Regions from separate parts of the Mus musculus genome. Here all the other regions are linked to region 3. Evidence: chromatin contacts called from public Hi-C, HiCAR-type, HiChIP or PLAC-seq and Micro-C data. All regions are on one chromosome and are shown on one strand. Each heading gives the region's core, a stretch centred on a gene start, on an enhancer-like site or on the middle of the called end of the contact. The rest is flanking DNA. Distances are from core to core; before and after follow the strand shown.

The links. Hi-C and Micro-C count contacts between places; a contact is called where the count stands out from the background. HiCAR-type assays count read pairs that join an accessible place to other places. HiChIP or PLAC-seq counts read pairs in DNA pulled down with a chosen protein or histone mark.
Region 1: a contact with region 3 is called in an H3K27ac HiChIP or PLAC-seq map of thymic regulatory T cells, with 10 times the contacts expected there. The contact joins the promoter of Lsm1 here to the promoter of Zfp703 in region 3. A contact is called at or near these places in 9 of 39 promoter capture datasets (3T3-L1-derived adipocytes, the C10 cell line, the SN4741 cell line and 6 more), 1 of 15 datasets of contacts at CTCF or cohesin (the NIH/3T3 cell line), 2 of 484 Hi-C or Micro-C datasets (both in embryonic stem cells), 8 of 115 datasets of contacts at active chromatin or transcription factors (the NIH/3T3 cell line, bone marrow-derived dendritic cells, embryonic forebrain and 5 more) and 1 of 9 other capture datasets (embryonic stem cells).
Region 2: a contact with region 3 is called in a HiCAR-type map of astrocytes, with 3 times the contacts expected there. The contact joins the promoter of Tm2d2 here to the promoter of Zfp703 in region 3. A contact is called at or near these places in 2 of 484 Hi-C or Micro-C datasets (CD4 T cells and regulatory T cells), 3 of 115 datasets of contacts at active chromatin or transcription factors (astrocytes, pancreatic cancer cells and thymic regulatory T cells) and 1 of 9 other capture datasets (adipose tissue).
Region 4: a contact with region 3 is called in an H3K27ac HiChIP or PLAC-seq map of cardiomyocytes, with 6 times the contacts expected there. The contact joins the promoter of Ddhd2 here to the promoter of Zfp703 in region 3. A contact is called at or near these places in 1 of 39 promoter capture datasets (hippocampal neurons), 1 of 15 datasets of contacts at CTCF or cohesin (large pre-B cells), 2 of 484 Hi-C or Micro-C datasets (CD4 T cells and the N1E-115 cell line), 6 of 115 datasets of contacts at active chromatin or transcription factors (astrocytes, bone marrow-derived macrophages, cardiomyocytes and 3 more) and 2 of 9 other capture datasets (embryonic stem cells and liver).
Region 5: a contact with region 3 is called in an H3K27ac HiChIP or PLAC-seq map of large pre-B cells, with 7 times the contacts expected there. The contact joins the promoter of D830025C05Rik here to the promoter of Zfp703 in region 3. A contact is called at or near these places in 4 of 39 promoter capture datasets (hippocampal neurons, liver, pre-B cells and 1 more), 2 of 484 Hi-C or Micro-C datasets (embryonic stem cells and uterus), 6 of 115 datasets of contacts at active chromatin or transcription factors (astrocytes, bone marrow-derived dendritic cells, embryonic stem cells and 3 more) and 1 of 9 other capture datasets (adipose tissue).
Region 6: a contact with region 3 is called in a Micro-C map of embryonic stem cells, with 3 times the contacts expected there. The contact joins the promoter of Fgfr1 here to the promoter of Zfp703 in region 3. A contact is called at or near these places in 2 of 39 promoter capture datasets (hippocampal neurons and liver), 2 of 484 Hi-C or Micro-C datasets (both in embryonic stem cells) and 1 of 115 datasets of contacts at active chromatin or transcription factors (embryonic stem cells).
Region 7: a Hi-C map of CD8 T cells shows a contact between it and region 3, with 2.7 times the contacts expected there. The contact joins the promoter of Tacc1 here to the promoter of Zfp703 in region 3. A contact is called at or near these places in 1 of 484 Hi-C or Micro-C datasets (CD8 T cells) and 2 of 115 datasets of contacts at active chromatin or transcription factors (astrocytes and embryonic forebrain).

What each region holds. Positions count from the first base shown.
Region 1 is chr8:25,783,845-25,787,387 of GRCm38.p6, forward strand. It overlaps Lsm1 (LSM1 homolog, mRNA degradation associated), which reads left to right and starts at 1,747. Exons shown (of 4, transcript NM_026032.1): 1 at 1,747-1,873. The coding sequence starts at 1,828. Bag4 (BCL2-associated athanogene 4) reads right to left here and starts at 1,365. Exons shown (of 5, transcript NM_026121.3): 1 at 1,055-1,365. The coding sequence starts at 1,327.
Region 2 is chr8:25,015,171-25,018,696 of GRCm38.p6, forward strand. It overlaps Tm2d2 (TM2 domain containing 2), which reads left to right and starts at 2,041. Exons shown (of 4, transcript NM_027194.3): 1 at 2,041-2,422; 2 at 2,896-2,983. The coding sequence starts at 2,199. Adam9 (a disintegrin and metallopeptidase domain 9 (meltrin gamma)) reads right to left here and starts at 1,752. Exons shown (of 22, transcript NM_001270996.1): 1 at 1,515-1,752. The coding sequence starts at 1,611.
Region 3 is chr8:26,975,784-26,978,977 of GRCm38.p6, forward strand. It overlaps Zfp703 (zinc finger protein 703), which reads left to right and starts at 1,553. Exons shown (of 2, transcript NM_001101502.1): 1 at 1,553-1,828; 2 at 2,785-3,194. The coding sequence starts at 1,571. Gm39150 (a long non-coding RNA gene) reads right to left here and starts at 132. Exons shown (of 4, transcript XR_001778540.2): 1 at 1-132.
Region 4 is chr8:25,752,471-25,756,112 of GRCm38.p6, forward strand. Ddhd2 (DDHD domain containing 2) reads right to left here and starts at 1,810. Exons shown (of 18, transcript NM_028102.1): 1 at 1,716-1,810; 2 at 478-703. The coding sequence starts at 697. It overlaps Gm17484 (predicted gene, 17484), which reads left to right and starts at 2,010. Exons shown (of 2, transcript NR_154462.1): 1 at 2,010-2,249.
Region 5 is chr8:25,594,729-25,598,231 of GRCm38.p6, forward strand. D830025C05Rik (a long non-coding RNA gene) reads left to right here and starts at 1,755. Exons shown (of 1, transcript XR_003947362.1): 1 at 1,755-3,503. Letm2 (leucine zipper-EF-hand containing transmembrane protein 2) reads right to left here and starts at 2,768. Exons shown (of 11, transcript NM_001364069.1): 1 at 2,547-2,768; 2 at 1,634-1,717. The coding sequence starts at 1,680.
Region 6 is chr8:25,517,416-25,520,878 of GRCm38.p6, forward strand. Fgfr1 (fibroblast growth factor receptor 1) reads left to right here and starts at 1,344. Exons shown (of 18, transcript NM_010206.3): 1 at 1,344-2,014. It overlaps Gm31288 (a long non-coding RNA gene), which reads right to left. Exons shown (of 3, transcript XR_003947368.1): 3 at 2,273-3,463. RefSeq lists promoters at 509-1,483, 1,269-1,483.
Region 7 is chr8:25,199,636-25,203,221 of GRCm38.p6, forward strand. It overlaps Tacc1 (transforming, acidic coiled-coil containing protein 1), which reads right to left and starts at 1,907. Exons shown (of 13, transcript NM_177089.5): 1 at 1,487-1,907; 2 at 456-571. The coding sequence starts at 1,650.

The DNA of each region.
Region 1 (3,543 bases), core at 497-2,996, 1.2 Mb before region 3:
TGTAGCCCTGGCTGTCCAGGAACTCACTTTGTAGACCAGGCTGGCCTCAAACTCAGAAATCCGGCTGCCTCCCAAGTGTTGGGATCAAAGGCATGCGCCGCCACCACCAGCAGACTTTTTTTTTGTCGTTTTTTGTTTTTTCAGCCCTTGTTTTCTATTTCTTGAGTATACTTACAAGTAGACCTGCTAGATCATAAATTAACTCTCTGTCAGAAGTTTTAGGAACGACCCAGCTATTTTCCAAAGCACTGTACTATTTTACAATCCCGTCGTGGATATGTGAGAATTTTATAATTAATTTTCTGCAAGTAAGAATGTTACAAAGGCCAAAAGATGTGTGCCACCATCCTAGAATGATAGCCCCATACGAAGATAAAATAGAAACACACTTTTGGCATGTATGCAAGCAACAAAATGTTACAGGTCCAAACATACTAAGCAAGTCGGTCTCTCAGAGCCTTCTCCATTCAAAAATTGGGAAGCATTAATAACATCTGTCTTGCAGTCTTGCGATGATTAAATAGAACATTAAGGTACTTTGCAACATTGATCCCTCCTGATTCAATTCCAGGCAAAGCTTTAGTGATAAGGAACTAAGTGATCAGCCCGCCCCGTTTCGATCCCTTCCCCGTGGGAGGGGCTGCTGAGTAAGGGCTGGGGCTGCAGCTCCCCGAGCCACGCAGGATAAATTGTTACAGCCCAATCACGCTAACCTACGCTCTCGGGAAAGAGATCCTGCAGCCTGCTACTAAGCTTAGGAAGTCAGCGCAGAATATTTTTTCGTTTTTTTTTTTCGTGGTTAACAAGAACACTTATGATGGCTGAAGTTAAAAAAAAAAGCAAAAACAAACAAACAAACAAACAAAACGAAGGGACAAATGGAACCCAAGCCTAGCTCCCCTCGCATCTCTGGTCCTCGTCTCTGCACCGTCCCCAAAAGAAGAACAAATCAGAGACCCGAGTCCTAACAGACCCTAAGTATAAAACCCCCAAATGTCCTCACCTCTGCCCAAGACTTCCCGACTGGAGCCCCGGAAAAGACTTCGAAGCTTACCTGGTGGCCTCCCCCGGCTCTGCTCGCTTCTGCCCAGGCGCCTCCCGAGGGGTAGTAGCCATCGCCACCTGCGCCTTCGCCCGGCCAGGTGGTCTCGGCCGGGGCGCCCCCGCGCCCTCGCCAGGAAACCGGAGGCTGGGGAGGCTCCGGACGAAGAGGGGGGTATAAGGGCGGAGGTACGTGCACCGGGACATCGCCTCCCCCGGGCCCGTAGTAGCGGCCGTAAGAAGGGCCGTCACTGGGGCCGTAGCCCGAGCGCCTCAGGGCCGACATGGGCTCCGCTGCCGCGAAGCGCTTCCCGCCCCCCACGACCGTCCCATTGCGCAGGCGCCTGCGGGAGGCCGCTATTGGCGAGCGGCGGAGGGGGATAGGACGGCTACAGCCAATCCCGAGCCGGTCCCGCCCCTTGCACGCCGAGCGCGGAACGGTCATGGACGGTACGGGTCAATCCGGGCCTCGGGTCGGGAAAGCGAGGCGAGGGGCAGCGCTCGTCACGCGTGAGGAAACGCCTATCCTCCGCCCTTCCGACCTGGACTTCACTGCACTGACTGGAGGGGAAGAGAACGTGGTCGGCCACCGACTGGCAACACGCCCGGCACGCCTCTTTCGGCGGACGGGCAGGCGATACCGGAAGTGGGTGGGGTCACCTGAAACGCTTCCGGCGACTAGCGGTGTCTGAGCTGCAGGTGAGCGGCCGGTTCCCGTCCGCGTCCCGCCGACGGGCGACTGGACGCCCTCGCGGCCGTCCGGTGCAGCCTTGCGAGAGCTCAAACATGAACTATATGCCCGGCACCGCCAGCCTCATCGAGGACATCGACAGTGAGTACCTAACCTCTCCCTCGGGGGAAGCCTGGTGTGGGACCCCTTTTCGAGTGGGCGTCCCTCGACAAGGGCCCAGAGAGTGATCTCTGGGCCCGGGCGGGGTGGTTCTGCCTTCACAGCCTCGGACGGAGCCTTTTCCCAAGCTGCCTTCTCTGTCCTTGAGCGGGTAACACCTCCCCGCCCCCCGCCCCCCAAGCTGTGAAACGCCTTCCGAGGGGCGCAGCATCCGACTTGGGAACGTGAAGGGCAGAGCACGCGAAGGAAGTCGCCTGAGCCACTTCGCGTTCCCAAGTCGGATGCTGCGCCCCTCGTAAGGCGTTTGACAGTGAATGGATGGAGATTGCTTCTAGAAAGGACTCACCAGACCCGACAACAGCAGTTGAATTTAATTAGCAGAGAACGTAGGCTTTCTGTTGTATAGCCACTAGCACTCTCCTTTTTCTGTAAGGGTCATTAGCACTTTCAGATTAAAGTTGTAGAGACAGGTGCCGGACGTAATAACGGGATTTTCTGCGAATGCTAAGTCACTTCAAACTTACTCTTTTCTGTTTGACAGTTTTGCTTTTACTAAAAGGAGGTTAGTCCTGTAAAAATAAAGAGGTTACAATTTCGGTTTTAAAAGGTTTAATTTATTGTGTATTTATGTCTCGTCTACATGTAATTAAACCACGGGCATATTGGTATCCACGAAGCCAGATGACTTTCTCTTCTTGGGATCCTCTGGAATTGGAGTTATGGACCGAGTTACAGAGTCACAGTGTGGGTGCTGAGAAAGGAACTCAGATCTTCTGCAAGAGCAACACGTGCTCTTCTGAACCATCTCTCCAGCCTCCACTTTCATTCCCCCGCCCCGAATTCTTACCTGTGTATGATTCCTTGAATATAACTTTTTTTTTTTTTTGGTTTTTCGAGACAGGGTTTCTCTGTATAGCCCTGGCTGATCTGGAACTCACCTTGTACACCAGGCTGGCCTGGAACTCAGAAATCTTCCTGCCTTTGCCTCCCAAGTGCTGGGATGAATATAACTTTTAAAGCAGCATTAAAAAAACAAACAAACAAACAAAAAAAAAAAACCGCTGTATATGAGCATGTATGTATGTGCATTGCGAGCTTGCCTGGTGCTGGAGAGAACAGAAGAGGGTACTGGGTCCTCTGGAAGACCAGACAATACTCTTTAGCACTGAGCCATCTCTCAGGTCTATAATCAGCATTTTAAAATCATTTTAATACTGTGACTTTTCAAAAGCAAAATGATTTACAACTTCAAACAAGTAAAAATGTTTTGTGTGAGTTTGCAAATTAGAGAGCAGCTGTGATTATATAGACTGGGATAAACATATTAAAGTTTGCTCATATATTACAGGTATAGATATTAATATATATTTATATGTGTATTATAGCTGCATACACATATACACTACTTTATAAGCCTATCTATGAAGTGTGATGAAATACTCTTAGTGGAACTTTTTGCCTTCACCTTTCCTTAGATACGTGAATTACCGAAGCTTCTAACAACAAGTCTGCTATCTTACTAAACGCGCTTGTGTTCTCAAGCCTTCTTGGACTTTGTGGATCTCAGACCCTTTCATTTGATATACAACCTTTAGAACGTGTCTGTCCCAGTCTTTATGGGGCCTTTTGGTTTTTTCGAGTTGTTTTTGTTG
Region 2 (3,526 bases), core at 791-3,290, 2.0 Mb before region 3:
TCTCATCCGTGGTGCCAGTCCACCTGGCTTTCCCTCCCAGGATCTCTTTCCACAAGCTACCTAACCACACATTAACACTCTCACCCTTTTCCAACAAGTTGTTTTCTTTTATAACCACTTACTCTTGGAGGGGGTAAAAATAAAGCTCCTTATGTTTATAATGGATCCCTCCACTCTTTTTAAGTTGAAATTCTCTCACCCTTTTAGCTCAGTTCAAAAATCACACTTTCAAAAAAGGAAAAAAAAAAACCACACACACACACACACACACACACAACACCAAAAAACAAAAAACAAAAACAAACAAACAAAAAAAAAAAAACCCTTCAGCATCTCTCCTATATCTTAGTCCACATGGTCACCCTTTAGATCCTCCAAAAGCATCAGGAATGGGTTTCCTTCCTGATGAAGGCTGGATAGATTTCCAAAGCGAATACTCATGCCTATGTGAGCAGCTGGCCCATTGCAGCAGCAACTGAAGAACACAAGGATATTCCATTCATTTTTATGCCCATGTGTAACAACAAACATATACATGTACTAAAAATATAATCTGGTTTTTGCTGGCAAACACAAGAAGTTAGAGATTATTAAAATTTCAGTTCCTTTCATAGCGATATTGTTAACTAGAACAGCACGTTTCATCAGACACGTCCTGGAAGCATCCCATTGAAAATTTGTCAGTATTTATAAACTCCAGGAGGACGCTAACTTAATTAAAAAGGAGAAAGCCAAAGACAAGAAGCTGTAATTAGTTTCGTGAAGGTCAGCGGTCCTGAACTCAAATCTACACTCATCACCTTTGAAGGCAACAATTTTGTAAAGCCTTCTATTGTCCATAGTGTTCCCGGAGCTCAAAGAGATAACTAAGCCATGCAAACACTAATTTAATACAAAGGATGAAATAAATAACTTATTTCCAGGAAAAAAAGAACCTAGTGTGTTCCCATTCAGTTTCATCATCCACAATATAAATATCTTACATATTTACGGGAAGTTTCACAATTCAGATGTGCTGGCGAACAGTAATTTAATTCTTTCCGATAATCCCCTGGGTTAAACAGAGCAGAGATTCTTTGTCCAGATTTAGATAGATTGAACTACAGGCTCTAGAAACGTAGCGTTTCGTTGATTTTATTATTTTAAGTATCCTTACTAACAAAAAAAAAAAAAAAAAAAAAAAAAAAAACGGCCCAAGGAAAACCCGCCCTCTTCTCCATCGGGATCCCTGTGGACCTACTGCTGAGTCGTCCAAGACGGCGAACGTCAAACCCCAAATCCTGATAGACTGAAGCAAAAGTTCCATCTCCCAGCCCAGAGCTGGTGACAGCCACTCCACCCGCAAAGCACTCGCTGCAGCCCGGGAGTAGCGAGCGCACCGCCACAGTGCAGCCGGCCGCCGGCCACCGGGCTCCGGGTCAGCGCTGACAGGGGAGCCGGAGCCCAGGGTCCGCCTCGCAGCCCTCACCACCCAGCACTCACTCCCCACAGCACGGTTCCCGTCCGGCACCCACCTGGTCGCCCGGCCTCGAGGACTGGGCCCAGCAAGCCACACGCCAGCAGCCACCTTAGTCGCAGAGAGGCAAGGGGCGAGAGCGCGCGCGGCCCCATAGCGAGGGCTTCGGCAGGTTCCGCTCAACGCGCGGCCGCCGCCTCCGCCCCTTCGGTCATCCTTGCAACCCCGCGGGGGCCCCCGGGCTGGCGGGGCGCTCGCCCTCGGCGAGCACGCGCGCGGCACTGACGCAGCAACCCCCCCCCCCCCAAAAACCCCGCCCCTTTCCCGATCCCGCGGCCAGAGGCTGACGTAGGGAAAATACAGTCTGGCCAACCCACCGGCGGCCGCCGCCGCCGCCGCTCCAGTTCGCGCCCGGCTGTTCCGCCCCTCCGCCCGCTCAGCGGAGACTAGAGAAGGTAGGAGGGGCTGGAGGGCGGGGCTAAGGGAAGCTCCACCCTCCCTCCGCTCCGTGCAGCAGTGAAGGGTCTACTGGAGGGCGGAGCGAAGCCAGGCCACACCTTTCCCCTGGCCGTTTCTGATTGGCCGTAGTGGCAGGCGGAGCGTCGAGCTGCGCACGGGTTGGCTGTGGAACGGAGGGTTGCGTACCCGACGTAGAGAGAGGCCTGACAGCGCCGGGCTCCGGTGGGCCGTGGCGGCCTGGCTTTGTTTTTAGGCCAGGTCTCTAGGACCGGCCCCCGGGAAGATGGTGCTGGGCGGCTGCCCTGTGAGTTACCTATTGCTGTGCGGCCAGGCGGCCCTGCTATTGGGGAACCTGCTGCTGCTGCACTGTGTTTCTCGGAGCCACTCGTTTAATGCTACGGCCGAACTGGATCTCACACCCTCGGGCGCCGCTCACCTCGAGGGTCCCGCGGCCTCAAGCTGGGAATACAGCGACCCCAACTCGCCAGTCATCCTTTGCTCTTACCTGTAAGCTGCCGGGACGTGGCGGGCGGACCTAGAGGGGGATCGGGCCAGGGATAGCTGTTGGTTGTGGGAGCGGAAGGCTGCTTCCACCTCGGGGAGGTGATTCCGGGACTGGTGCCTCTCAATTGCCCTGCCACAGAAAGCAATTAAACTGTGTGTTAGTGGTAGATACTGGGAAGGAGTAATGTAGGCTACAGAACCCTTCCACTTCCTGCACCCTTTCTGCTGCCTTGGTTACAGGATGAGTTCAAGGCCAACCAGCCAGCCTGGGTAACTTGTCTCAAATTTAAAAAAAAAAGAAAGAAAGAAAATTCAAGGGCTGGAAATGTAGCTCAAAGGTAGATAGCACCTCTAGCGTATCCAGTTCCCAGTACAGAAGGAGGAACAGATATTAAAAGAGGAACGAAAATAGCATTGCGTGCGGACACAGAAGCAATCGGCAAAAGGCACTGATGAAAAATCTTACTGATTTGCAGACCCGACGAGTTCGTAGACTGTGATGCCCCAGTGGATCACGTTGGAAATGCAACTGCCTCCCAGGAGCTTGGTTATGGTTGTCTCAAGGTGAGGATTTTGTTCTTTGTACAGGCACCTTCGTGGGAAGCATGGCCGGGTGCTGTTAAAGAATTACAGAAGGGCATACAGACAGACTTGATTTTTTTTTTTTTTTTTTACAACTTCATCCGTATAACTGTCGCTGGAAACATGACAAAGGTTTTAACGGCTGAAGAGCACATTTGCTTTCCTCAGGAACCAACCATGCCTGTGCCCAAGCCACCCAAGTGCAAAGACCAACCTGTATTGCTTCCTTTGACTGTTGAAACTAACAAATTAAAGCCAAGACATCGACTGTACTTTCAAAGCAAGGCTTTTCTTAACAGAGCAGCAGCAACAACAGCAAAGCCATGCACTTTGTAAAGCTGGTGCTGAACTGGCCTTTCTTGGTTACACACGCACTTGGAGCAAGTTCCTCATGCAGGTGACAGCCGGCCTGCACCATATCCGTTGGAAGTAGCTAGAGTCTGTCAGTTATGATTTTATTTGAGGATAAAACATTCCAGAGAAGCCAGTAGTATAGCCTTAAAGTGAGTGCATCTAACTTGGTCT
Region 3 (3,194 bases), core at 303-2,802:
CTCCTTCCGCTCACTTTGACGACCCCTTTGGAATCTCTTGCTCTCACGTTGTGTTGAGTCAATGATATCAGAGTCAGGGAAAAAAAAAAAAAAACAACCGTGAGTCAGCATCAGGCAGTCAGAACCAGATAGTCCTGGGTAACACTCCTACAAAGTCAGAACTTGATGGTCAGAGTGACTGACAAATCACGACTGGAAAAGGGTATTCAAAAGGAACAGCGACACCAGCGCGCCTCCACTGGCCACTGAGGGCACGCAAAAGTGGTCACTCCAGAGCTGGGGCACAAAGGACCAAGCTCAGTCGATTGAGCCAAGGATCTAGAACTTTATGGTCAGGACCATGACTATGTAAAAATCTCTGCCAAGTGTAAATACGTACTTTTTCCGGAAGGCTTGGGGGAATCCGAGAGGGTACTGTTATTATTAATAAAAAGGTCTTATTTCGAAATTTCGCCGGAGGGGAAACCAATGGGGCAGTCTCTAGAGTTTGTGTCGTCCTGCAATGCTGAGACCCCCCCCCTCCTCTAGGACATCGGCCTCTACTTTGATGCTACCTCCAACCACGTCGCCGCCAAACGGCAGCTCAGCTCGTCACAGCACAGTGAGGTAGCTTTATGACTTTAAACGGGACAAGAACCCTGAAACACACCAAACACGATCTATAATTCAGAGCGCCCCTGGGGGCGTTCCAGGAGCTTTGAGGTGACGCTTCCTGGCCAGGGAGCCAAACCTTCAACCACGCTTCACCTAGACCGTCTCACCGGGAAGGGAGTCCTTCCACTTCCAGTCTGACTGGACAGGCTCAAAGTAGTTGGAAGGGCTCAGGCAGCGCCCAGGGAATAGTGGATGCCCCCAAGGCTTCGGCGCTTCCAAGTGAACACATCCGGGAGAGGCCAATTAGGGGAAAGAGAACCGGCCGAAGCAGCTCGGAGAAGCTGCCGAGCTCCCGAGGCGTAGCCCGCCCCCCGGCGGTCCCGGGGAGAGGCTTGGATCCTAGGACCGGAGCAGGCGCCCTGCGTTCCCACCCCGGTCTCCACCCTAGACACTAGTGGGAAGCAGCAGGCAACAGGAGAGGGCACAGAGCCCGTGTCCAGAAGTCCCGTCCCTTGGGTGACCCGTGGGCTAGGGCAGCCGGGCACAACCCGCAAAGGGGAGCAGATCCAGCGCTGGGCGAAGGCCGGGAGGCGGCGACCGGCTAGGGCGCTTTAAGACTCTCCCCGCCCACCGGCGGCGCCCGCCTCCGCCCTCCGCTCTCCCCGCCCCGGGGTCCGGGAGAGAGCTGCGATTGGGCGGGCGCGGCGATCCCTTTGAAGTGTGGCTGCAGATCGCGGCTATTTGACGTGCAGCTCGCGGAAGGCGAAGGTTTTTGTGTTGCTCGCCTGGGCTAGCTGCGGCGGCGGCGGCGGCGGCGGCGGCGGCGGCGGCGGCGGTGGAGGAGGGGAGGCGGCACGGAGGCGCAGCGGCTGCTGCACGGCGTTCGACGCAGCGGAGCGAGCCCACCCGCCCCGGGAGCTCGCCTCCCGGAGCTTCCCCTCCCTCCCCGCCCCCCCAGTGGCACTGCCTCCTCCAAATGAGCGATTCGCCCGCTGGATCTAACCCAAGGACACCCGAAAGCAGCGGCAGCGGCGGCGGCAGCAGCAGCGGCGGCGGCGGCGGGAAGAGGCCGGCGGTGCCGGCAGTGGTGTCCCTCCTGCCCCCGGCGGACCCCCTGCGCCAGGCGAACCGGCTCCCTATCAGGGTCCTGAAGATGCTGAGCGCTCACACCGGTCACCTCCTGCACCCGGAGTACCTGCAACCGCTGTCCTCCACACCCGTCAGCCCAATTGAGGTCAGTCTCCGGGCGCTGCCCACCCAGAACTGAACCCCACTCCTCCACCCATGCTGGGCCCATGGCTCTGCTCCCTCCACCACCCCCCACCCCACCCCACCTCCCGTAGCGACGCGAGGCCCGAAGCTGGCCACGCAGGCGGACCTCCTGAGGAGGGACGGAAGGCAGGAACCAGACACCCCCCTCCCCGCCCGCCCAGGTTCTCCCTAGACTCATGGGTGGAAGGGTTTTGCCCAGTCGCCCTTTGGAGCTGCGTGTTTTCTAACCGACTGGATTTGCTCTTATGGTGCCCAGAGTCCTTTACTTTTCCTCTGGCCCCTTAGAGTCCTGTCCAAAGACGGCTTCTGGGCCTCCCTCGCCTCCACCCGGTGTCCCTCTGCATCTTCCCCCGTCTGTTTAGGGGCACAGTGCAGACAACCAGGCACTCGGGATCCTGGGTCTTTCTTCATCTTACTTCTCTGGGTGTCCTCCCCGGGAGGGAGGGAGAAAGGGAGGGAAGGAGAGAGGGAGGGGCTACTCACAGGGCCAACTGCGGCTCTGCCTTTAGAAGGCGCCTCTCCCTGCTCTTACACCGAGCGCCATCACCAGAAACCCGTCCCAAACGAAGTTCTCCCAAACTAAAGGCTTAAGTTTTTCCCTGGCCCAAAAAGATGGGAAAATTATCTGGAAAGGGGCGAATCACCATCCGGATTACAGAGAAGTCACCTTTAACCGGGAGGGCTGTGGTTGAGCCATTTCTCCTGCGCGCCAGCGCCCATGTCACACTCGGGGACTAACCCACAAGGCAAGTGTCATTCCGCCCAGCTACTCGGCCAGAGCCAGGCCCTCCTTCCGTGACCCTCCTCGCTCAGCTCCCTTCGCTCGCCCACAGTGCTCGGCTCAGCTTCTCCGCGCGCGCTTAGTGAGTCTCCCAGTCTCACCCCCTTCTCCCTCCCCTTTGCCACTGTCTCCCGCAGCTGGACGCCAAGAAGAGTCCTTTGGCTCTGCTAGCCCAGACCTGCTCGCAGATCGGCAAGCCCGACCCGCCGCCCTCATCCAAGCTCAACTCCGTAGCGGCGGCGGCGGCCAACGGGCTGGGATCCGAGAAAGACCCGAGCCGCTCCGCCCCCGGCGCCGCCTCCGCGGCCGCGGCGCTCAAGCAGCTGGGGGACTCCCCCGCGGAGGACAAGTCGAGCTTCAAGCCCTACTCTAAGGGCTCCGGAGGCGGCGACTCCCGCAAAGACAGCGGCTCCTCGTCGGTGTCCTCCACCACCTCTTCGTCCTCCTCGTCCCCCGGAGACAAGGCGGGCTTCAGGGTCCCCAGCGCCGCCTGCCCTCCCTTTCCCCCGCACGGGGCATCGGTCTCCACCTCATCAAACTCGTCTTC
Region 4 (3,642 bases), core at 560-3,059, 1.2 Mb before region 3:
TTGCTCATATTTTTTTCATGAGTAATTTTTAGTATTTCAAACCAATTATATTTTAATGAAAAAAGCAAATACTAGCTGAACATTTTTCCTCTTCTAAGACAATAATGCCTCTTATACACACTTATACACACACACTCACAGTCTCATACAGATACATACATAGATTTTTTCTGAAGTTTTTACTTGGATTAAAGGCAAATTAATAGCAATTATGATATATCCTCACTAACACTTTGTTACATGAGAACAAAAGCGACATGTTAGCTCAGTCTGCAATGTGACGACTCTACACACAAACTTTCTGACTAAAAAGTCAAACACAAGCTAGAATAGAGAAAAATACTTGATAACTATGCAGAAATTTAATACAGTTTTAAAAGGATGAAAATGGTGTAATTCTGAAATTTCATGTTAGTGGCTATCACAGTAGAGGATATTACTTGTTAGTTTTTATTAGAGTCATCAGTTTCTTCCTACCAGAGCCATATGCGTCTTCCAGCTGCTGTGAATCCTCAGAGTTGAAAGGAATCCAGAGCTCCTTGGAATCTAGTACCTTACAATAAAACCAATGTGGAGAAACGGGTTCATAGGAACTACTGGCGTCCATGTCTATGAGTTCGAAGGAACTACAAGAGTTCGGGGATGGGGACGGATCTGACTGAGACAGCTGCTCCTGGTGTGATTCCCCCGATGACATTTCGCTCTAGAAGACAAAATAAAAAAAACTATCAGGAGAATTATTTTGCATCTATTAACACTGTAATGTTCATATGCTCAATAACCATTTTTGGAAGCTGTTCTTGAAAACAGCAATATTTAAAAGCTACATAATTTTTATACACACACAATTATTTGGGGAGAGAAACAAAATGTTCAGCTCCATCATTCTATACTGAGCTTCCAATTCTCCTTAGAAAACTAAAAAATGTCTAATCATACAACAAGCTCTTTAGAAAACCCAGAAATGTCAAGAAACACACGGTCAAAACTGATTGCAACAGGGTGTTTTACCACAATTTTCACAATAAAAGTAGCAGCACCAGCGAAGGCTGGAAATTTCCTACCTCCAGGTGTGCACACTACAAACCATTTAGTGTGTCAGACAGTAATAACAGGTAGGTTTAAGGCCCCAGGCTCTATTGTACATTTCTAATTACACACACATTTACATAACTATTGGAATCTTACTATACAGAAAACAGAACTAATCGCTTAAGAACCATTTTGGCTGATCCTCCCAGTGTGCTTCAATACGGGCTCTGGTACATTTAACGCCCAAACAGAAACTTTGCCTGCAGGCTATAGCTGCGCATCGACCCACCGAGACGCAGAGCCAGAGTTTCGGATGAAAAGTGACAAATGACCTCAACTGCCCCCGGGGCGATGGATGTCGGGCGAGTTCCCACCGACCCCAGCACTAAAGCACCCGGCGGACTAGCGCTGCAGACATAGAAGCAGAACCCAAAAGCCCAGGACGGGAGATGGACGAGCGGCATCGCTGCACCGGGCACGGTCGGACCGCACAGCTCAGGAACCAACACTCCCCGGGCCTCCCCGTTATCCTCCCGAGACCTCGGCCTGCTCCCGCCGCCAGCTCGGGGCTCCGAGTTCGGGATCTAGGAGAGCAGCCGAGCCGTCCACGGATGCCCCGGGATACCGTGCACACTGGAGCCTCTCCACCCCCGGCTCGCCCCGGCCCAGGCTCCCGCGCGGACCTGGACTCGCTCGTCCACACCGCCGCTCGCGCTCTCAGCCCTCGCGGAGGGAGCCCGGGCCACATCGCCGCTGCAGCCTACCTCCCAAGCCGGGCGGGGCGGACGGGCGGAGCCTGCGGCCGCGCCCCAATCCCCACACCGCGGGCTCCTCAGCGCTCCAGCGGAGGAGAGCAGTGCGCCCGCGGAGGCTGCGCTCCCGGTGAGAGCCGGAGGCGCAGAAAGATCCTCCGAAGTGTCGCGAGATGTGCGGTGAGGACTGGGGGACTCGCGCGAGACCTGGCTCCTCCTGCGGGCAGACGTCGGGCGCCGGGCACGCGCCGGGCACGCGCTAGGGGCGTGGGGGACACGCACGGGAGGCCTTGCCTGCGCTGAGGCTTTGAAGGAGGAAAATCGGACCTTCTGACCCCTCATGGGTCCCGGCAACCCCGGTGGGCAGGACTGGGGTGACTGAAGGCTCTGTCTGTCTGTCTGTCCTCCATTCCCTCCCTCTATTTGGATTGAGAGGCTGTCAAAGTTATCCCTAAAGCCTAAGAGGTGAGTCTGACAGAATACGGATGCTGTAAGAGGCAGCAAATGAGGTTTTTGTTTGTTGGCTTTTTTGTTTTTTGTTTTTGACCTAGTTGATGTAGGGTGATGGCGGTGGCTATTCACGTAAGCCCAGCGCTCTGGAGACTGGCAGGGCTAGAGATGCGGATTGTCGCTGGAGCGCCTGACTAGCAGGTGCCACGGGAAGGAAAGACAAGAGGCTTTGCTGGTTTCTAACTTGATTATAAGACAAGGCTTCGAGATTTTTTTTTTCCCCCAGAAACTGAGAAGGAACAAAACGTGGACTTTTTTTTTTTTTAAAAAAACCACATAGTCTCTGCAAGTCAACACCTACACACCAATATCTGCACGTTAATGTAACACCATTTTTTGTGTGATTTTTTTTGTTGTTGTTTTGTGATGGCCTTGCTATGAAGCCCCATATTGGTCTCCGACCTTTAAAAATTACTACATTTATATATTTGTCTGTGTGTGTGTGTTAGGGTTTCTGTTCCTGCACAAACATCATGACGAAAAAGCAAGTTGGGGAGGAAAGGGTTTATTCAGCTTACATTTCCACATTGCTGTTCATCACCAAAGGAAGTCAGGACTGGAACCCAAGCAGGTCAGGAAGCAGGAGCTGATGCAGAGGCCATGGTGGGATGTTCTTTACTGGCTTGCCTCACCTGGCTTGCTCAGCCTGCTCTCTTATAGAACCCAAGACTACCCGCCAGGGATGGTCCCACCCACAAGGGGCCTTTCCCCCTTGATCACTAATTGAGAAAATGCCTTACAGCTGGATCTCACTGAGGCATTTCCTCAAGGGAGGCTACTCTCTCTGTGACAACTCCAGCCTATGTCAAGTTGACACACAAAACCAGCCAATGCAGTGTGTGTGTGTGTGTCATGTATGTGCTGCTTCATGTGTAGAATTCAGAGAATAACTTTCAGGTATCAGCTCTCCTTTCACTGTAGGGGTCCTGGGAATCAAACTCATGCCTTGTCCCAAGGGATTGTGCGTGCAGTCACGCTAGGCCACACTGGAAACCCTCCCCCCATTTGGGGGGCAGGAGCAGGGTGTCCTTAACACTGATATTTTAAAACATTTTAGATTTATTTTACTATGTGTGTATATAATGTGTGTGTCTGGTGCCTGTGGAGGTCAGGAGGCAGCAGATCCCCTGGAACTGGAGTTTCAGGTGATGGTAACTCTGGTTCTGGGAGCCAAATCCTTCCCATGCAAGAGCAACAGATGCTCTGTCGGGTCAGCTCTTCAAGCCTTAGACCTTACTTTTTATTCTGCAGTGCCAGAGATCAACTTCAGAGCCTTGGGTGTGCTAGCCTCCTGCGCTACACACGGAGCCCCCAGAATGATGCGGCTTCTTAGGGTGCAGTTTGGAAT
Region 5 (3,503 bases), core at 505-3,004, 1.4 Mb before region 3:
TCCCTACTGCTGAGATTAAGGTGTGCACCATTAAAACTATACTGGGAACCAAAGCCAAAAAAAAAAAAAAAAGTTCACATATGCTAGGCAAGTGTTCAAATAGCTGAGTTGTGCTCAATCATTGAACATATTCTTATGAAAAATATCAGTAAGTTAATTCTGAAGAGTAATTTGCTATAGCAAGTTCCAAGTTCTGAAACTATTAATGTAAACATCTAGTGGCCAGTGAGATAGTTCAAGGGTGTAAAAGCACTTGCTGTCAAACCCTGGTTAAATCCTTGGGACCCGGATGGTAGAAGGATAGAACTGACTTTCATAAGATGCCCTGTGATCTCCAAAAGGGTGTCAGGGGCATGCTCTTTTTGAGTAGTTAAGCAACAAAAAGATTTAAAATGTCTTATTAGAAAAAGTATCTATTCAAAAACATATTTCTGTCAGGGATGATATGACAGTACTGTCTCTACTCTCATAAAGTAGCCGAAGCTCTGACTGTTAGCTACTCTACTGACAACCAAGAACATTTTGATGAAACAACTTCATAGTCCCTGTGAGGATTAACCAATCAGGTGATACTGTTTTGTCCATGTGTCTATAGATTCCCTCAAAGGGATGAAATATAATCTCCCTGAAATTACTCAAGAGACTTTGAAAAATAGGAATTAGAATTGAGCACTTCGACCAATGGTTTTTATATTCTAATCCTGTAGTTAAGCTAGAACATAAATAAAACACAGCCAAGTAGAGATAGCACCAAGCAGCCAGTCAGTCAAGAGTGGTGCACACCTTTAAACCCAGCACTCAGGAGCAGAAGTGGGCAGATGCCTGAGTTGGAGGCCACCTTGGTCTAGAGTGAGTTCCAGGACATAGATACAAAACAAACAACAAAAACAAAACCCCAAGACAAACAAAAAGAAAAAGAAAGGAAGGAAGGAAGGAAGGAAGGAAGGAAGGAAGGAAGAAAAAAGAAAGAGAAAGAAAAAAGAAAGAGAGAAGGGGAGATTTTTGTTGTTGTTCTTGGCTAAAGGATGGCCTTTTCCCATTCTTTAATGCAATTTTTAAACATATCAAAATATAGCCTATAAATGGACAAAAGGAAAAATATACAATGAATGTGGCAAGTGGTGAGTGTTCAGTTAATCTTCTGAATGCACAAGTGAGATGACAAGGGACCTTAGACTGGAACATGTCCTGGGCTAAGCTTGTTTAAGAGCCATTTTACTTTTCCTTACACCTGAGGTCCTCGTGTAATCTTCATCAATAACAGAAATGCCACTCTAAAACTGTCTCATCTATTTTCCTCTATCATGTATTTCCAAAATTACTCAGCTTACATTCTAAAGCAGTTCAAATTAAAATATGTTCTTCCTTGAAATGTATTGAAAACTCAGCAAGGTTTTCTGTACTAAGCCAATCTTTTTGTTTTGTTGGTTACTTCCTTTATTTATTTATGTATATTTTTGAGACGGTCTTGATATGTAGCCCAGGCTGGCCTTGAACTCAGAGACCAGCCTGCCTCTGTCTCCTGAGTGCTGGGACTAAACGCATTTGTCACCACGTCTTTTACAACACATGTTTTTCATATAGATGCATGAGTTTATATACATTTTTTTTTGTGGGAAACTCCAAGCCTTACCTTGTCCAGAAAATAGCTAAGAATGAATTATAACTGTAGAAGGCCATGTTTATTTTTTTTGTTTCAACTAACCAACACAGAGACCTAGGCAAAAGAAGCAAACAATTTAGTATTTTAAAAAGGAATCAATTAAACATGAGAATTTAGGTGGTTTTTTTTTTTTTTTAAGAAAAACTAAGGCAAAGAGAGAGATTTGCATATTCAAGGTGTAAAATTTCCTTCAAGTTCATTTACAAAAGCCTCAGTATTTTCTTAGCTCTGGATTTGAAAATGGTACTTTTTCGATCCAAACACACAGAAATGGGTTCTAAGAAGATGATCCTGAAGACGATGTGGCCTCCAAAGGCTTTTTTTTTTTTAATTTTTTAAATTTCTGGTCAATAGTGTCTAATAATCTGCTGCGACGGTTAAAAGGAGAAAGACATCTTTATCTGTAACCAGAAAATACAAGTAGAAAGTAAGCACCCTGGATTCATTTACCACCAACCCAAAAGTCTAAAAGTTCTCACTAATTTCATGTGGGAACAGCGAAGACATAATGGTATCTACTAAAGGCTCAAGCGCAGATGCAGAATCTCCAGAGTCCGAACTAAGCTCTGTACCTTTAACTAAAACCGTTCTCCACCCCGAGCCGCTTCTCAGCTACTGGCATAACACTGCGATCTCGCAATCGTGCCGGAAGGAGGTTCCCCAGGCCCTCAACCCCACCCTATGGAAACCTCAGCTAAAAAGTAAACATCGCGAACCGGGCACAGCACCTCGGAAACCAGCCCCACCGCGGACAGCGCTCCTCCGGAGGGAGGCCGGGCCTGTTGCGGAGGCTCCCCAGCCCTTGGCCCCGGGGCTACGGGCCACTCCCAGGCAGTCTGCCCGGCGTTTCGGGGGAACCCCACGCCCAGCGCTGCGGGGTTACCTCTGCACCCCGCGCTCGCCGCACCGGTGCAAAAGGCGCCCTCGGCTCTCGGCCGGTAGTCTCCGCGGAAAGTGGGGAGGACTGCGGTGGGTCTGGGGATTGTTGGAGTGGGGTCAGGTACACCGTAGGGGAGAATGTCCAAAGTTTAGGGGAGAGATCGGGGTTGACGGGAGACGCCGAGGGAGCCCTTGTCCGCTGCGAGGTGACTAAGGCCCCAACCCTACCTTCCCAATTCCTCCCCGCCCCCACGCTAAAGGGGCCGGAAGCCCAGTCTCCATGGTTCCACCTCCTGCGCCTCGCCCTGTGACGTCACTCCGAGTGACGCCACTACCATCCAATGAGCTCTCAAATCCTGGGACTGGCTCGCGTCCTTCACGGCAGCCGCGCGGAAGGCAACAAGGTCCCCCGCACGAGCCCGCGAAGTCACTTCTGGGTCGGAGTTAGTTGAGGCAGCGTCTGTACTACAGGACCAAAGCTGCGTCCCCCCCCCCCCCCTGCCTGCCCACATTCTGTAGTCTAGCCAACTCCTCGAGAACTCCTTGAATGGAGGCCCTACCAGAGTAAGGTCTGATAGTAGCCTTTGTAACCCAAATTGGAGTCACTGATGACATCACTTTGATGATTCCGTTCCTCACCCTTTAGTCTCCGAAACTGCCTAGAGGTCTTGGGTTGGCGAAGGAGGTTGTGAGGTCCTGGTGGCAGAGGGGCAGCACTGAGAAAAAAAAAAAAAAAAAAAAAAAAAACCTTTCTTCTGCGGGGTCGAAGGCTGGAATGCTTCTGAAATCTTCATACGGAATTTGATTTTTCTCTTTAAAAAATGGTTTCATGTTGTCGCTTATCATTAGTTGTGTAGAAATCTCAACATTCAAAAATATATTCTAGAGTACTTGTTAAATAAGATAGGCATTGTGGGTTTGAGGACGTTTACGTTCCTAGGGCGGGCAACTAGCCATCTTG
Region 6 (3,463 bases), core at 94-2,593, 1.5 Mb before region 3:
CATGTGTGACCCTTTTGGCACACTTACATTCATTCAGTCTGCTTCTCATGGGGGAGACCCATAGAGGGACTAGATCTTATCAGATTCGTGACATGCCCAAAGTCTTTGAGTGGTGGAATTCACACCTAGTGTGACATATTCCACCCTTCCAGTGGTCCCCAAGTAGACATCACATCACAGTCACCAGGAAAATTTGCAGAGCCCCCACCCCACTGCTATGCAGCAAACCAACAGGTACCAACCACCTAGTCAGGTCTAGAGTGTGCTGGAATCAAAGCACTGTCTTTGCCTTTGTCAAAGCTGCATCGCCAACCCCTGTGTTTGATTTGTTTGAGACAGGGTCTGTAAGCACAGGCTGTCGTCTCAGTCCCTATGTGGCCAACGGTGATCTTAAGTCTCTGACCCTCCAGGGCTAGGATTGCATATGTACATCATCATTTTAGACTGCTGGAAAGTGAGCTCCTGCAACGAGGCGAAGGCCCCACTGGCTGTCTCAGAATTGTTAGCATGCTTCATCAAAACATCGGGATTTCTCATGTCCAAGCAGGATCAAAAATTTTTATTTTTTAACAATCTCAATATGATTCACGTCCACTGGACTCATTGGATTAAAGAGCCACAGATTAACATCTCTGTGGAGGGACCTGGTGGGAAGGGCATTTCAGCGATTTTCTTTGAGGTTCATAGTATACTGTGGAGGCTCTGGTTTGACTCTGATTAATTCCTAAGGCAAACAAAACAAAACAAGCAAGCAAGTAAACAAACATCCCCCCCCATCCGAAAAAAAAAAAAAACAAAAACCCCTCCTCTCTTCGGTTGCTTCCTGAAAGCTGGTGATTTCTAAGGCTACCATGAACAGCACTGTAGAATTTGCAGGGTCCATTCCAGCGTGAACCACAAAACCTAAATTATGTGGCTGGGGAAAGTTGAGATCCAAGGAAAGGGTCTGAGGGGGAAAGTCAACCGATCCATCAATAAAAACAGTTCGTATATTGTAAGCTATGTGAGGGTCCTATTTATTCCTTTTAGAGACGGGAAAACCGAGATTTAGAGCACGAAAATCATACCCCAAGGCACAGAGATAACCAAAGACCAAGTTGCCCAGTGCAACCTCAAAATTATAGCCAGGCACCCGCCCCTCCCCACCCTCCACTCCTGTCCCCAAATCGCTGATCTACACACAGTCTGAAATTCGGGCGCCCTCCAGGCGAAAACTCAAGTTAGACCAGACTGTAGAGCAGTTCTGCTCGCTCCAGGCTTCTCCGGGGCTGCAGCTTGAGAACTACAAGGCCCAGCAGGCAACTGCAAGGGGAGGAGGAGGAGGTGGGACTAGCGCCGGGTGGGAGTGAGAGAGCGAGCCCTCGCGCCTCGCCGGCGCACAGCGCTCGGAGCGCTCCTGCGGGTACTTTGGCGGGGCTCTCCGCTGCGGGCGGCGCGGAACGGGAGCCGGAACCCTGGTGCAGCCGCTGCGTGCAGAGGACCCGGGCTGCGCAGGGAAGCGGGGCCGAGACGTCCGGACTGGACTGAGACTGTGCTTAGCGCATTGCGGCGACCTCGCCTTTCCCGGCCGCGAGCGCGCGCCGCAGCTGGAAAAGCAGCGGAGACCGAGGACTTTTCTCAGGTCCCAGGGGCGCACCACAGCCGTGCTGCAGTCAATGCACGCCGGAGCCCCAGGAGGGGTGATGGAACTCGGGCTGCCAGAAGCCTGAGACGCCGCCACCGCCGCCGCTGCGTACTGGAGAGCGGGGGGCGCACGATCTGGGGACCCCGGGCGGCGGACCCGAGCCCTCCCCCCCGCCCCGCCTCCGGGGCACCAGCTTCGGCTCCATTGTTCCCGCCCGGGCTGGAGGCGCCCGGCTCGGAGTGCCGCCGGGAGTCGTGCCTCGGCCGCGGAGCCCTCGAGACCCCATCAGGATCTGAACGGAGCCCGGAGACGAGCGGCGGGAGCGCAAGACACAGACACCCGCCGCGCCACGGCGAGCTCTCCAGAGGCGGGACCGCAGCGCCAAGTGAGGTAAGAGTCGCCGGCGCCCGCAGAGCCGGCTGGCTGGGCGTCCCGAGCGGCCCCCGCGCTTCGCCAGTCGCAGCCCGCGCCTCCCTCCTCCAATCCCCCACCCCACCCCCGACTCCGCTCCCTCCCCGGCGCCCCTGTCCCTCCTCCCTCGGCCAGTGTCGCTGCCCGCGCCCCCTCCCCGCGCGCTGGGCCCGCTGCTGCTGCCCGCTGCCTAACTTTTCCGCCAACTCGCGCTCCGGAGCTAGCGAGGAGGCTGCTGCGCTCCGAGTCCAGACCCCGACCCTCTTGGCCCAGGAGAAGGCGGCGGAAGCTGTGTGTTCCCTACTGGGGAGGAGGGCGGGAATGGGCCGGGAGATGGAGGGTGTGTGTGTGTGTGTGTGTGTGTGTACATCATCTATCTTTTGGTCCTCTTGCGGATTCACCCCGTTTCAGCCGGTGGCTTTAAGCTCAACACCCTACATCTGGGATCTTTTCAAGTGTTTTCCTACCTCCGGGCAAGTCTGGGGTCCAGGTTGGGGGGTTGAAGAGGAAAGGAAGTGGCGGGGAAGGCTAGCTTGTCTTGGAATAGGTTTGAAGGAGGTGTCGTCACCAAATGGCTGAATCGGCTTTAGCGGAGAGCGAGCAAAGATTCCCCCCCCTTTTGAGGGGTGATGGTGGTGGTGGTGGTAATGTTCTATTTTATCTTAGACCTAGAGGACTCTTGAAGGGGTCTGGAGAAGCGGGGGGTGGGGGGTCTCGGGGTCTGGATCGTTCTGGGAAGTGGAGGAAATGAGGAGAACTTGTCCGGTGCGGAGGAGCCCTCTTCTGCCCGCTTGTTGCTTCTCTGGCCCAGACCCCCTCTCCACACCTCCTGTGCCTCCTCTTGTAGTGTCTCCGGCGGGGTAAGACAACCTAGTACTCATATTTTTAGAGGAATTTACTGACTTTTTAAATATATAGATGGGGTTTGTAATAAACAGTTACCCACCCAGTGAGGCAGCTGGACACCTTGGGAGTGCAGGAGGGAGTTCTCTTTCTCTGGGCCTAGTAGAAGCTATTAACTCATTTGCAAAGCATTTCGACGGCGTTTTTCTCCCCCACCCCACCCCCCATTTCCCAGATGTAGCTGCCGCATCTGGTTCCGTTTCACCCTACACGGGTACACCGCAGCCACATTATTAAACATCCCTCTTCCTCCCCTCCCCCTCCTAAATTAAAACTGAGATTCTTTAGCACCACCGCCACCACCACCCCTTAACATTTCTTGAGACGTGGAGCAGAGGCTTTGGGATTGGAAGAGAAAAGCAAGTTATAGATCCCAAAGTGATTTTGGATTCCTTCACTCTCTTGCTGGTGGCCGACGATGGGGGGGGGGGGAGTGCGGGGGGGGGGCGGTGTTTAAGAATCTCTGGACCCTCTTGGGAGCCGCTTGCTTACTAGAGGTGGCCTTGGTCGGTGGGTCTGGGCCAA
Region 7 (3,586 bases), core at 657-3,156, 1.8 Mb before region 3:
TCCCCGCTGGTCCATTGTGGGAGAGAAAAGCAAGCAATTTTGAAACTGCCTAACACTGCTAACTCAAAAATCAACTCTTACCTATAATTTGGTGTCTAGCCACACCCTTGTAGAAAACAACTAGTCTCTGAAATCTTTGAGGCCAAATCTAAAACATAACCAGACCAGCCATTGCTACGTTTTTTTACTTATTCGGGGTTTAGAAGGAAGTCTAACAGGAGTGGCTGGGGGAAAAAAAATGACCTCATACAGTCTCTAGTCAGAGAATAAAGCAAGCTTTGGATCATCAGATGATCAAAACGTTTATGTTACAAAAACAAATCCAAATCAGCAAGGAGCCAGTTCATCCTGTCTGAAGTGGTCCTCAGGGCACGCACACATCCTTTTTAAATTTTTCTTTTTCTTTTTCTTTTTTAAGTTAAAACCAAAAAGGTAGAAAACTCAAGTTTTGTTACCTTGGGGTTTGGCCTCGGGTTCTGCCAATCCCGGTGATGAATCACAAGACTCCTTGAGAGGCGATCTGATTGGAGTTTCAGCTTCAGGAGTCTCAAAATTACCTTCAGAATCCGAGCTGCCGAGGGGGAAAAACGAGGCATTACCACAGTCAACGGTATTTCCAACTGCCTTTAAAACGTACTCAGCCACCAAAGTGCAAGTACAGCGCCTCTAACTTTACAACCAACCAATCCTCAACCCAGCCTGAGAACGGCTGCAGCATTTTCAGCGATGCCCAGCATCCTAGCTCCCCGAAATCTCTTTCGTCCTCTGAAGCTTCTCACCAGGACCTTTTTTTTTTTTTTTTTTTTTTTTTTTTTTTTTTTTTTGTCATCGCTGCCTTTCACACGCACAGACACACACACAAAAAGACTTCCCAATCAACCCTTTCCAGGGGCGTAAAAATTAATATCGCCCCACCCCCCAAACTAAGCCAATTCTAGCTATACTGTTCTTCTCCGTAGGCCTCTACCTGTCTGGAAGTCACTGGAAGCTGAAAATGCCGTCACCTGCCTTCCACAATCACACGTGTGACAGCTCAGCAGAGACCACCATTTCTCACCAGCTGCCAGGGACCTGTCATCACGCGATCCTCTTTTACCAAGGCTGCATTTTAGGACACTGCGGGGCCAAGAAGGGCGGTGGAGCGACTTCTTGCCCACAAGGGGAAAACGCTACAAATCGCACCTGGCCTTATCAACTGCCACTACCCGGTGCCGCTGCGTCGGAGCCGGGGTGTCGACGCTTCGAGAAAGCGACCCAGGCAAACCGGGATGCGCAGACTGCGGATTCGGGGCTGGGTTCAGAAAGCTTACAGCGAAGACAGAGGACGAAAAGCACACGGGCAGACAGAACATCCCGAACTTTCGGGTACACAGCGGGGACCCGGCTGCGGGCAGCAGAGCCGGGAACACGGTTGCGCGCACACAGCATTGACCGCGGTGGGAGGATGGCGCCCGCCTGCATCTCGGCTGGGATGCGGTGTACTTGCCTGAAACTCAGGGATTTGGTCTCGGCTTGCGAGTCCTCTTCCTCCTCGGGGTCGCCCTCGGGACCTCCGGCTTCGTCCTCTCCGGCGCCCGAACCGCGCACCGCGGACCACGTCCACTTGGCCCACTGCACGGGCGACAGGATCTGCCAGGGACTGAACGCCATGAGCGCGGCTGCCGCCCCTGCGGTGGGGGAACGGCGGCCTCTTCCTTCAAAATGGAGGGGCCTTGACAGGCGCCGGCAACGTCGCCGGCGACCCGCGGATGTGGCTCAACGAGCGCCGTCGGGCCGGGCGCAGCGCTTCCTCCCACGGCCCCGCAGCGCCGCTCGCCCCCGCTCCTCCGGGCCGCCGCGCCGAAGCTCGCCCCCGCGCGTGCCCGCTCGCCCGCCCGCTTCTTCCCCCGCCAGCCCTGCTCCGCGTCGCTGGGCTCTGGGGTCCGCTCCCGCCTGGAGCAGCCTCGGCCGCCGCGGAGCCGCGCCCCTGGAGCCGCCCCCTCGGACCGAACTACTGGCGCGGCGCGCGGGGGCGGCCGCTTGGAAGCGCGCTCCCCCCGCCGCGCTGGTCGCGCCCGGCCTTGGGCAGGGGCTGCTCGACCGCGCTCGCCCTCCCCGCGGGATCCGCGCCTGCCGCGCGCCGCGCGCCGCCGCCGTCCATTTCCGAGCGTGTGCGCGCCGCGGCGCTGTTCCTCTTCCCCTTTTATCTGTGTTTCCTGCCGCTAGGACTTAATGGCGTGGCTGAAGCTGCGCTGTACAGAAGTTAAGCCCCTTATTTAAAAACAAAACAACTCAGAACCTCTGTAGAGTGTTGTACCCGATCCTTGACACTGGTCAGCGCCATCCTTGTTACGCCCAGGATTTGGAAGGCTCCCAGGTTACAGAAGAATTGAAGTTGTCTTGCCCTCACCAAGCCACACTCATGAGGGCTCCGGAGTGCCCTGACCTGGGATAGATGCAAAATTGCCCCCTGATAAGACGGCCTGAGCCGTTTCCTGTTGTTCTTTCTTTTCATAACTTTAGGCTTTTTTCAGATAATTCCTGGGTCCTTGGTTTCTGATGTCCTTTGCTTCTTCAGTACAGAGCCATCAAGATCTGGTGACAGTCTTCAGAATAAGGCTTTTACCTCTGAAGGTGAAGAGAAGAATTTTCCCCCCTTTATCTTTGAAGGATTCCACTAAGAGACTGCCCCAGGTCCTCTCTCCCAGTGAATTCATTTCCTCCAAAGCCAAGTTTGAGACCATTAGCTCATCAGTGTGTTTTCCATAATACTGACATTTCTCAGTCTCAGAGAATCTGTGAGGTGGCTACAATTCCCACAGAGAGTGTGCCTCCAAAATTCAGAACAAAGTCAGGCGAAGATTTTCAGGATGCTCATGAGCTTACCCTGAAAGAAGCTGGCACCACGTCGTGTACTGCAGATGAATCACAAATGTCTTATACACTTCATAACAAAGACAAGCAAACATGTAAGATAAGGCTTGGCAGGTATCCTACCATAATAAAAAAAAAAAAAAGGCAGGAGTATACTTTAGAGCCCATTACTGCTTCTTGCCTGAGATAAACACGACTGTCAAAAGTGTTGAAAGACTTTTTTTTTAAAAATGTGAGCGGAAGTCATTTTGTTTTAGGTCTACAAGAACTATGCCAAGACTATCCAACTGTCGTTGTCTTGGGTTTATGATCAAGCAAATCTTCAGATTAGAAACCCCTGTAGCTTGAAAATAGTACCCATGTAAGTCCTTACCTGGGCTTGATCATTCCTCCTCCTCGAGACTGCTACCCTCTTTTTCCCTCCTCCCGATCCTCGTGTGCCTTGCATAGCTCCTGCACTCCAGAACTTCTCGGAATTACAGTTTGTCCCTCAGGGCTTTCTCTGCCTGGTTAATCCTGCTTCCCAAACCATCAGCAGCAGAGACCCAGATATAACCTTGATATGCCCAAGAACACCTAAGAGATGGTACAAACACAAGTCCACACTGGGGATGTACCCCAGAAGGGGCAGCATCTCCAGCAGGGCTCCCGGCCCTGAACTCCATTCCTAGCCCCGAAGCAAGAGGAAGAGGAGAAAAGGGACAGGGGTGTCTAGACAGTCTAATGACAGCCT